Linked DNA regions of Mus musculus: all the other regions are linked to region 3. A link is a contact called in public promoter capture Hi-C data. All regions are on one chromosome and are shown on one strand. The core of a region is the stretch at or near the end of the contact, and the rest is flanking DNA. Distances in the headings are between cores, read along the strand shown.

Evidence for each region. Promoter capture Hi-C pulls out the DNA fragments that hold promoters and counts their contacts.
Region 1: a contact with region 3 is called in a promoter capture Hi-C map of pre-B cells, with 2.4 times the contacts expected there. The contact joins the promoter of Hprt here to the promoter of Rtl8a in region 3. A contact is called at or near these places in 2 of 39 promoter capture datasets (cranial neural crest and pre-B cells).
Region 2: a contact with region 3 is called in a promoter capture Hi-C map of pre-B cells. The contact joins the promoter of C430049B03Rik here to the promoter of Rtl8a in region 3. A contact is called at or near these places in 4 of 39 promoter capture datasets (cranial neural crest, maxillary cranial neural crest, pre-B cells and 1 more).

Annotation. Positions count from the first base shown.
Region 1 is chrX:52,986,625-52,989,442 of GRCm38.p6, reverse strand. Hprt (hypoxanthine guanine phosphoribosyl transferase) reads right to left here and starts at 1,365. Exons shown (of 9, transcript NM_013556.2): 1 at 1,193-1,365. The coding sequence starts at 1,219.
Region 2 is chrX:53,055,939-53,058,988 of GRCm38.p6, reverse strand. C430049B03Rik (RIKEN cDNA C430049B03 gene) reads left to right here and starts at 1,799. Exons shown (of 4, transcript NR_038185.1): 1 at 1,799-1,991; 2 at 2,220-2,331; 3 at 2,825-2,847.
Region 3 is chrX:53,642,303-53,645,069 of GRCm38.p6, reverse strand. Rtl8a (retrotransposon Gag like 8A) reads left to right here and starts at 1,307. Exons shown (of 1, transcript NM_024170.2): 1 at 1,307-2,582. The coding sequence starts at 1,449. The coding sequence ends at 1,790.

The sequences.
Region 1 (2,818 bases), core at 116-2,615, 660 kb after region 3:
GTGATGCAACATTTGGGAGGCAAGAGTCAGGATGACTGTCACAAGTTCATGGCCAGCTTGATGGTCTACATTACCAATTACAGACCAGACAGAGCTACATAGTAAGACCCTGCCTGAAAACATCAAGATAAAGTACGTGTGAGTGGGAAAGTCAACCAACAAGTAACCAGATACCTGCTAAATCTGTAGTATATAAAGCATAATATGACATTTAAGGAGTACCAGAGGCAAGAATAAGAATAGAGCAGGCTAAAGTCGTTAATCAGAAGCAGGAGCTATGGGATGTTCTAGCAAGCATGATCAGCAAGGTTATGGCGTTGGGATTGATAGGGGAGACAGAGCTTGGCAGGTTAGAAAAAATTGAGCCAATGGGAGAAAAGGCAGGATATCTGAAGATGAGTGTGGAAAAAAGTCATCCAACGTAACAACCAAATCCATACTTTTTTTTTTTTTTAAATTCCCACAGCATCCAAGGGCATGGGCTCCCAAGTCAAGTGTATCTGAAGCCAAAGCCCATTATTCTGGGCCATGGGGGGGTAAAAAAACAAAACAAAACAAAACAAAAAACGAGCCGCCTTTCCACTCTTCAGGTGGAAAATAGGCGTGATTTTCACTGCCTGGGCCGCAGCGCTGATTCAACGGAGTGATTGCGCATTCCCACAAATATGAATTATGGCATCTGCAGAATTAGGGGCAAAGTCCAGGCCTGAACATGCCCTCTCATGCGGTCGTCTTGGGAACCGAAGCTCCTTCTAGAGGTGTTCCCTGGCCGCCAAACCCCAAACTTGTAGAGCTGGGCCTCTCCCAGGAGAGCTCCCCCGCCCTCCCCGCGCCTGATCCTTCCTGAAGCCGCCCTCCGCCGCTTGCCACCGCGCGCGTCCGCCGGCCGCACATGTCAAGTCCAACGCCATTGCCACCTTCCTGGTCCACACGCAGCCTGCCCTCTCTCTCTGTCGGGGCTCACTGGAGGGGCATCCCCACCCCCGAACCCCGCCATCCCGTCCTGCCCGCCGCCCTCATGGGGCATCTAGCCAGACTCCAGGAATCCCTGACCGCCCCCGCCATCAAAGAGTCCCGGCCGCCCCAGCGCCCAGAGCGGGCCTCGGGAGCCTCAGGGCTCCGGCCTGCGTCACTGTGCCACCGGGCGCATGGGGCCCGGCTGTGGGGCTCTGCTGGAGTCCCCTTGGCTCACCACGACGCTGGGACTGCGGGTCGGCATGACGGGACCGGTCGGCTCGCGGCAAAAAGCGGTCTGAGGAGGAAGCCGGCGGAGGAGGTGCTACCGCTCCGGAAAGCAGTGAGGTAAGCCCAACGCTCTCCCTCGCCGCCTCAGCAATGGCTCAGAAACGCTGCCGGCCAGGCTCCGCCCCTCGGCCCGCCCTCTCGGCCCGCCCAGGCTCCGTCCCCGGAGGCTCCGCTGGGCGTTCTCCCGCGCGCGCGCCACCAAAGGCAGTTCCGGAACTCTTATCTGACTAGGTGGGCCTGATAATTTTCTTTCTGAAGAAAATGGTACTGGCCATACCGCAGCCCCCAGGCCCTCTGTCGTCTCCCAGAGGATTCCCAGATAATCACTCCGCATTTTTCTCCCTCCTCATGAGTCTAAACAGCTCTAAATCATGATGTGATTCCTCAAGATTTAGGCCCAGTTCTTTCACAAATTTTTACTTAGTCATAAGATTTGAGATCCAGCCGGGCGGTGGTGGCGCACGCCTTTAATCCCAGCATTTAGGAGGCAGAGGCAGGCGGATTTCTGAGTTCAAGGCCAGTCTGGTCTACAAAGTGGAGTACCAATCCAAAAGGAAAAATAAACTACTTAGTAACCTTAGGAGAAATAGACCCTAAAATGCTTTTTGCCTTTACATAAAATGAGCATTTTAAGCCAAGTATGGTTTAAAAAAAAAAAAAAGGCTTTTATGCCCAGCTACCAAGAAAGGAGAATCACATACATATTCGACCTACCCAGACAATTAAGATCTTGCTTCAAAATAAAAATTGTTAAGGTGGAATAGGGATGGAGAAAGACATCTTGCACATGACTGCAACACACACAAAAGAAATGCTGATAGAGATTCATATATTACCAAATAAGATGCCATTTCTTACATGTTGATTTTAGTCAGGTGTGGCGACACATATGTGTAATCCCAGCACTACAGAGGTAGGAGAATTACAACTGTGAATTCCAGACGAGCCTGCATTACAAAGTGAGACCCTGGCTGAAAAACAACTAACTAACTAACTAACCAACGAACGAACAAACTGACTGACTAGTGTTTGAAAAAATAAAAGAGCCAGGAAGAGAGCAGAGCAGTAGTACATTTGGGCTCTAAGAGGCTCTGGGTTCAATCTTTTTTTTTTTTTTTTTTGGTTTTTTTTTGAGACAGGGTTTCTCTGTATAGCCCTGGCTGTCCTGGAACTCACTTTGTAGACCAGGCTGGCCTTGAACTCAGAAATCCGGCTGCCTCTGCCTCCCGAGTGCTGGGATTAAAGGCGTGTGCCACCGCGCCCGGCTTCTGGGTTCAATCTTATACAACAACAACAAAAAAAGAATGAATAAACAAATAAATAGATAAAGTAAGCATATTAACCGTACTTGATGGGAATATGGGGGAATTAAAGGATTGCACACATACATTTGAGCGAGCATACATATGGGACACAATATAAAAGTACACAATGTATGGGAACTGTGGCTGTTATTCATATTTATTTTTTTCTCCACAATTTCCTGCATGGAATTTGTTTTATATTTTGTTTACCTATTAGATATTTTTTAAGACAGGTCTGTTTTTTAAGACAGGTCCTTCTATAGCCCAAG
Region 2 (3,050 bases), core at 550-3,049, 590 kb after region 3:
ACCGCGGAATTCAGAATCCGTGATTTTAGTATCTGCCTGCCGTTTTCGCATGTGTTACCCGTTTTGCAATTGCCCCCCCCCCTTTTTTTTTCTTGACACCTGGTGGGTTTTGTTGTAGTTGTCCCCGCTCCCTCCTGAGGTTCCAAACTATCCCGCACGCCTTCTACCCTCTGAAATAAAACTTAGGCTTGACTCTGGGAGCATGGAGGACCCCGCGGCTGCACCGCAGCTACCAGCGTGCTGCTCAACTGCTGGATATTCGCAGACGCCCAGATGTCCTCGCTAGTCAAGGGCGCCAAGGAACCCACTAAGTCCCAGACTAGACAAGAGGTGGCTGGAGTAGAGGTTTAGCCAAGAGCTGCTAAGGCAACAGCCTCTCCTTCAGAGTCACGGAGTGAACGCGCTAAGTAGCTCCCACATAGCGCCTTGTACCCAGCACTCCACCTGCCCCTGTGGTCTCTTTTGGAGCCCGGGTGTGTAAGCTGCTGCAGGCCAGCGAAACCCTTCCCGTCCAAATCCTATCTGAGTTTACATCCCACTCTCTCAAAGATGTCTGCAACCCAAGAAAGGTGGGAAGAGAGACGCTGAGTTTATTTATTTATTTTTTAACATCCAGGCTCTATTTTATAAGGGATTTCTCCCAGATTTTTTTTTTTTTTTGAGTCTTTCACAAAGCTCAGACTGTCCTCGAACTTGCTATGTAGCCAAGGACGCCCTTAAACTTCTGTTTCTCCTGCCTCCTCCGAGTGCTGGACTCTACTGGTCCATGTGCTACCATGCCTGGTTTTTCCAGCTTTGTGTTATTGTGACGTTTTGCAAATATACAAGAAAGTTGCGAACGCGGTGCAATGAAAGACTATTGACTCCCCACCCAGATGCAACCTCATGTTAGCTCCTTGAAATCCATTCCCGTTCCCCCTTCTCTCTGAGTGCCTGTCTGGGTCAGCGGCATCATTTGAAAATCATAATCACTCTTATACTTCATCTCTTTACACTTAGGCACAGTTCTTGTCACCCTGGACACCCTGCTATTAACTTCAACACCGTTCTCATACCTCCCTGGTAAACAGCGCCGTCCCTAAAGATATCCAGCATACAGAAGAAAGACTCCCTTTCTTTCCCTACTCCAGACTCAAAACTTAAGTAGTAAAGACTTTCCTTCTTGGACTGGACATGTATAAGTAAACTGTCGTTCCCTGCCTCAGTGTCATGCCCACCCCTAAAGTGGACCGCCAGGACCTAAGGGAGTCCTCTACCTGAGGGAGAGTTTGGCAGAGAGGCCAGAGCACAGAAGACTCAACAGAGCCTGGGCACACTCGCGCGCCTAGCACTTCCCTTCTGCAATCTGAGGGTCCCTTGTTTCCTCATCCTGTTTCAGGCACCCCCAAGAAAAATAGTCCTAAGAGGCTTGGCTTAGCCGCCCTGTACCCTCCTGGTAGCCCCAAAGACTTGGGCCCTAGTGACTTTAGAGTGTCATTTGTGGCATGGGTCTTTGAGCTGGAGCTTGGTTGCTTCCCTTCCCGCTTTTCCCCTTTCCCCTTTCTCCCTGGTTTTTGTCTCCTGCACCCGCGGCTATGAGGCTCTCTGTACGTGGCCACTCCAGGCTCCCCGTGTCCTTCCCGGCCCTTCCTGGCTGCAGGCCAAGGCTGTGGCTCTGCGTGTCCGCACGGCCTCCCCCCTCCCCCCTTCCGCTCCGGGGCCTCCGAGCGAGCGGGCGAATGGTTGGGCGGGGCGCGGAGCAGCGCATGGCCACGCCCCCCGGGCCGGCTTTTTCTAGGGCTGCTGCGGACCACTGGGCGCTGGCTGCTCCCGCTCGCCTCTTGGGGTGCGCTCGGCTCCAGCCCAACTCCGCCAGCTCCGCCGGCTCCAGCACCGCTCCAACCCGATTCCAGCCGGATTCCAGCCCGATTCCAGCCCGGTTCCAGCCCGATTCCAGCCCGGTTCCAGCCCAGCTCCGTCCCGGCTCCGGTTCTTCTCCGCCACGCCTCTCTGTGAGCCCCTCGCCCCGCGAACCCCGGTTCCCCGGCTGTCCGTCCCTCTGTCCCTCGATGTCCCGCACCACCGCCACCTCGCGCCCTCCCAAGTCTCCGCGACTCGCTCTTCTAACCTCACAACCTCGCCACACCCCTCCGCCCTTTCTCTCTCGCTGTCCGTCTGTCTGTCCGCCTCCCCGCCCGCCTTTTCCTTCCTCTCTCTAGCTTCCCCGGCTTGTTTTCTAGGTCGACGCTGAGGAGCAGCTTCGCAGGAAAATCCCAGAAACCTTTGCAAAAAGCTTACAATGAAATTTAAGAAGTTCTACGATTTCGGCGCCATTTTCGAGTGGAGTGAGAGGTGACTTAGAATCTAAAAAAGAAAAAAACGAGGGGGAAGGGAACTTTTTGGCCCGCCTCCCCCCGCCCCCAACTATGTCTCTGGTCACTACAGACTGTAACAGATACGGGGATAATTCTCAAAAAAATGTTATGCGTCGCGCTGGGTGGGGTGTGGGGGTGGAAAGCGTGTCCGGGGGTCGTGGTGGGGGGAGGACAGATCTTTAAAATGTCTAGCAAGTGAGTGTGGCCAGGGAACTTCTCAGAAAGTGGACTGAGAAGAGTAAACGGGGAGGGGTGGGGAGAGAGAAATGAGTGAGGGGCGGGCAGCCTCAGGCTGTCAGCCTTGCCAGGGTGGGGAGCAACTAGTTTTGACAGACTGTAAATGGGACTTTGGGCCACTCATTTGTAAGCAGTAAAGAATGTCCTGGAAAGAACCGTAAAATTCGTTTTCCATTGTCTCTCGCTAATTAAAACTTTTCAAGGTTGTTTAGTTGTTTTTTTTTTTTTTCCAGTATTGGAAAAGTTTGGCTGGAAGGTGCGGAGGACCTGTGCATCATGTTTTGGGTGTGGGGGCGCATGGCATCTGCAACATTAAAAGACAAAACGTTCTCAACTGGGAAGAGAGGAAGAGGCTTAGTCTTTGGCTCTTAAATCATTTGGCCAAACCCTTCGCAGTTCTGAAGTGGGTGGGGCCATTTTGACCCGTCGTGGTTCTGAAGTGGGTGGGGCCATGGTAAC
Region 3 (2,767 bases), core at 58-2,557:
TACCAGGTAAAACCCATCATGCCTGCTACAAGCTCAATTTATCAAGGAAAAATCAGTAAGAAATAAGTCTTTATACAAAGGAATATAGAATAACTTTGCCCCAGAGTTACCTGTGTCCTAATCCTCAGAAAAGGGGCATATAATGCAAGTAGGAATTAAAATTATAGAACTATAGGTTAAAAAAAATCAAATGAATTTTAAAAAGATAATCCTGGATGATCTAACCACAAGAACTCATGATACTAGAAGGAGATTGAAGAAGCTTATTATGTTATGGTCTGTAATTTATAGAGCAAGAAAATGTCTCAGTTTATGCAACCACAATGAACTGAGTTATGCCAACTTGAAAATGAACAGGGAAGGGCTTATCCTTTAAGGATCCATAATGGAACATCCCTTCCCAATACTGTTTTACTCTCCTAAAAGCCATACCAAAGCTTGGCATGGAAACTCACACCTGGAATCCCAGAACTTGGGAGGGTGAGGCAGGACTACTGAAAGTACAAGCCTGGGACACAAGGAAAGATGCTACTTCAAAAATAAATCAATAAATAATAAAATATAGATACCAGGAACAAACTTCCACAGCACACAGAGACATAGCTTTTCAGTGATGTGCCAAGTAAAAGTCAGCAATTTTAATTATAAGGCATCATCACATAGATTAAGTTATACTGAGGAACATATTAGAAAACCATTGAGGAAAATTTCCAAAAACAATGTGTCAAGGGCTGGGCTGTTTGAAGGAACCCATAAGGTAAAACAGCATAAGATGGGAATACTCACAATAGAGTAAATTAATTCCAGATATATGCATGCTCTCCAAAACAGTAGAATCAGTTGTGATCTTAATGCAAAGTTCCAAGGTACACTCCCCTAGGGAAACTAAGGCCATCCTGTGATCGCCCCTACACACCACAAAGCAGGGAACTAGACAATGAACTAAAGGGTCTTAAGCAAGCCAGGAAAGCCCTTCGAGTTATAGTCGCTGCAATTTTTCCTCATCTGAAACAAGGGTTCCATTCTGTAGACAGAGTGACCTTAAATCATGATAATCCTCCTACCCCAGCCTCTGAAATGCTGGGATTACAGAATGAGAGACCACATTGGCCCCACACTACCTTGGTGAAAGTCTTGGGCACAAATTACTTTGCTCCACTAACCCTATTAATGCTTCTCTTGGACTGGCGCCTGAAATAGCTCACAACCCTGTGGGCTGAGATCACTATAGATCTAAAGTTGGCCCAATGTCCCGCTCAAAGGCCACGCCCCCTTCCCGAGACCTTGGGCACGCCTCTTCTCCTACGCACTTCCGGCGACGCCTTTGTAATTGACAATCTCTGTGCTCTGCAGATCCAGCAAAGCACAGCTGACCCCATCAAGAGTCCGGAGAGCCTCCAGCCAGCCCGGCCACCAAGCGACTAGATCAGCCCAGAGAGCGCAGCGTCATGGAAGGCCAAGGCAAGGTAAAGAGGCCGAAGGCCTACATGCTCAGGCACAACAGGCGGCGCCGTCGGCGGAACCCCATCCCGTTTCCAGAGCTGTTTGATGGCGAGATGGACAAGCTCCCGGAGTTCATCGTGCAGACCGGCTCCTACATGTTGGTGGACGACAGGACCTTCGACACCGACGAGCTCAAGGTGACGTTCCTCATCACCCGCCTCAAGGGCCGGGCCCTGCAGTGGGTGATCCCCTACATCAAGATCGACAGCCCCCTGCTCAATGATTACAACGGCTTCCTGAATGAGATGAAGCGGGTGTTCGGGTGGGAGGAGGATGAGGACTTCTAGGCCTCTGGCAAGCCTGGCCTGGGGTTGGGGCTCCGGGAGGGTGGGCTGCTGCTGTGTTGTCCTGTGGCTGCAGCCGGGGTCGCCGAGTGCGCCCTCCCCCCGGGCCCCCCTCCTACCCCGAGAACTCCCCCACCTCCCGCGCCCGCCCTGCCTGGAGATCTCGCATGCGCGCGCCCCTGTCTCCTCCTGTGTCCTAGCCTTTGTTCCAGGAATAGCTCCCCAGGCCCCTGCTGCTGTCCCTGCTGGGCCTGGCTCTGGAGAGCACAAGGCCTCCCACTGTTGACAGCTCAGCCCATCCCTGGCAGGTTTGGACACTGTCCCAGGCTCCAGCTGCAAGATGGGCTCCTGTCACCTAATGGACAGATCACCTGCCACCTGATGGACATGTCATGCTGTCCACTGCTTTCTATCTGGTGGACAGACTGCAAGCTTCTGCCCATAAGGCCTGTGCTGACGCTGCCATTTCAAGCCCCTGCACAACCCATCTGTGGACTGGCTGCTGCCCTTAACTGATCCGGACTCACCTGGGAGGTACCTGGGCTGCCCACGGCCCATGGACATTGATTCACCTTCAGCGGGACCCTTCCCCTCCCTGCTCCCAGAAACCTGCTGTCTCCCATTTTGTCTTGTGGACTAGCTGGTTTTCCTGAGAAACCAGCTTGCAGCTCTTTCTCTGATGTGTATGCCTTTTCCAACACAGTAGCCCCTGTGCTCTTTCCTTCTTGTCTGCTCTACCTGTACAGAAGCCTTTTCCTCACGTTGAATAAACATCAGATGCTATTTAAAAGGAAATGGAGTCTTACTTAGTATAGCATCCTACCACCCCTCCCCACAACCTTAACCCCTGCAGGTGTCTGTAGGTGGGGTCCATGTTCAAGAGGTGGTGATTGTGCCCTGCTATTCAGTCACTTATGTTACTCTCTAAGGTAAAATCTGTTTGTGATACTGCTTAAAGCCACAACGTAAATCTTTAATTC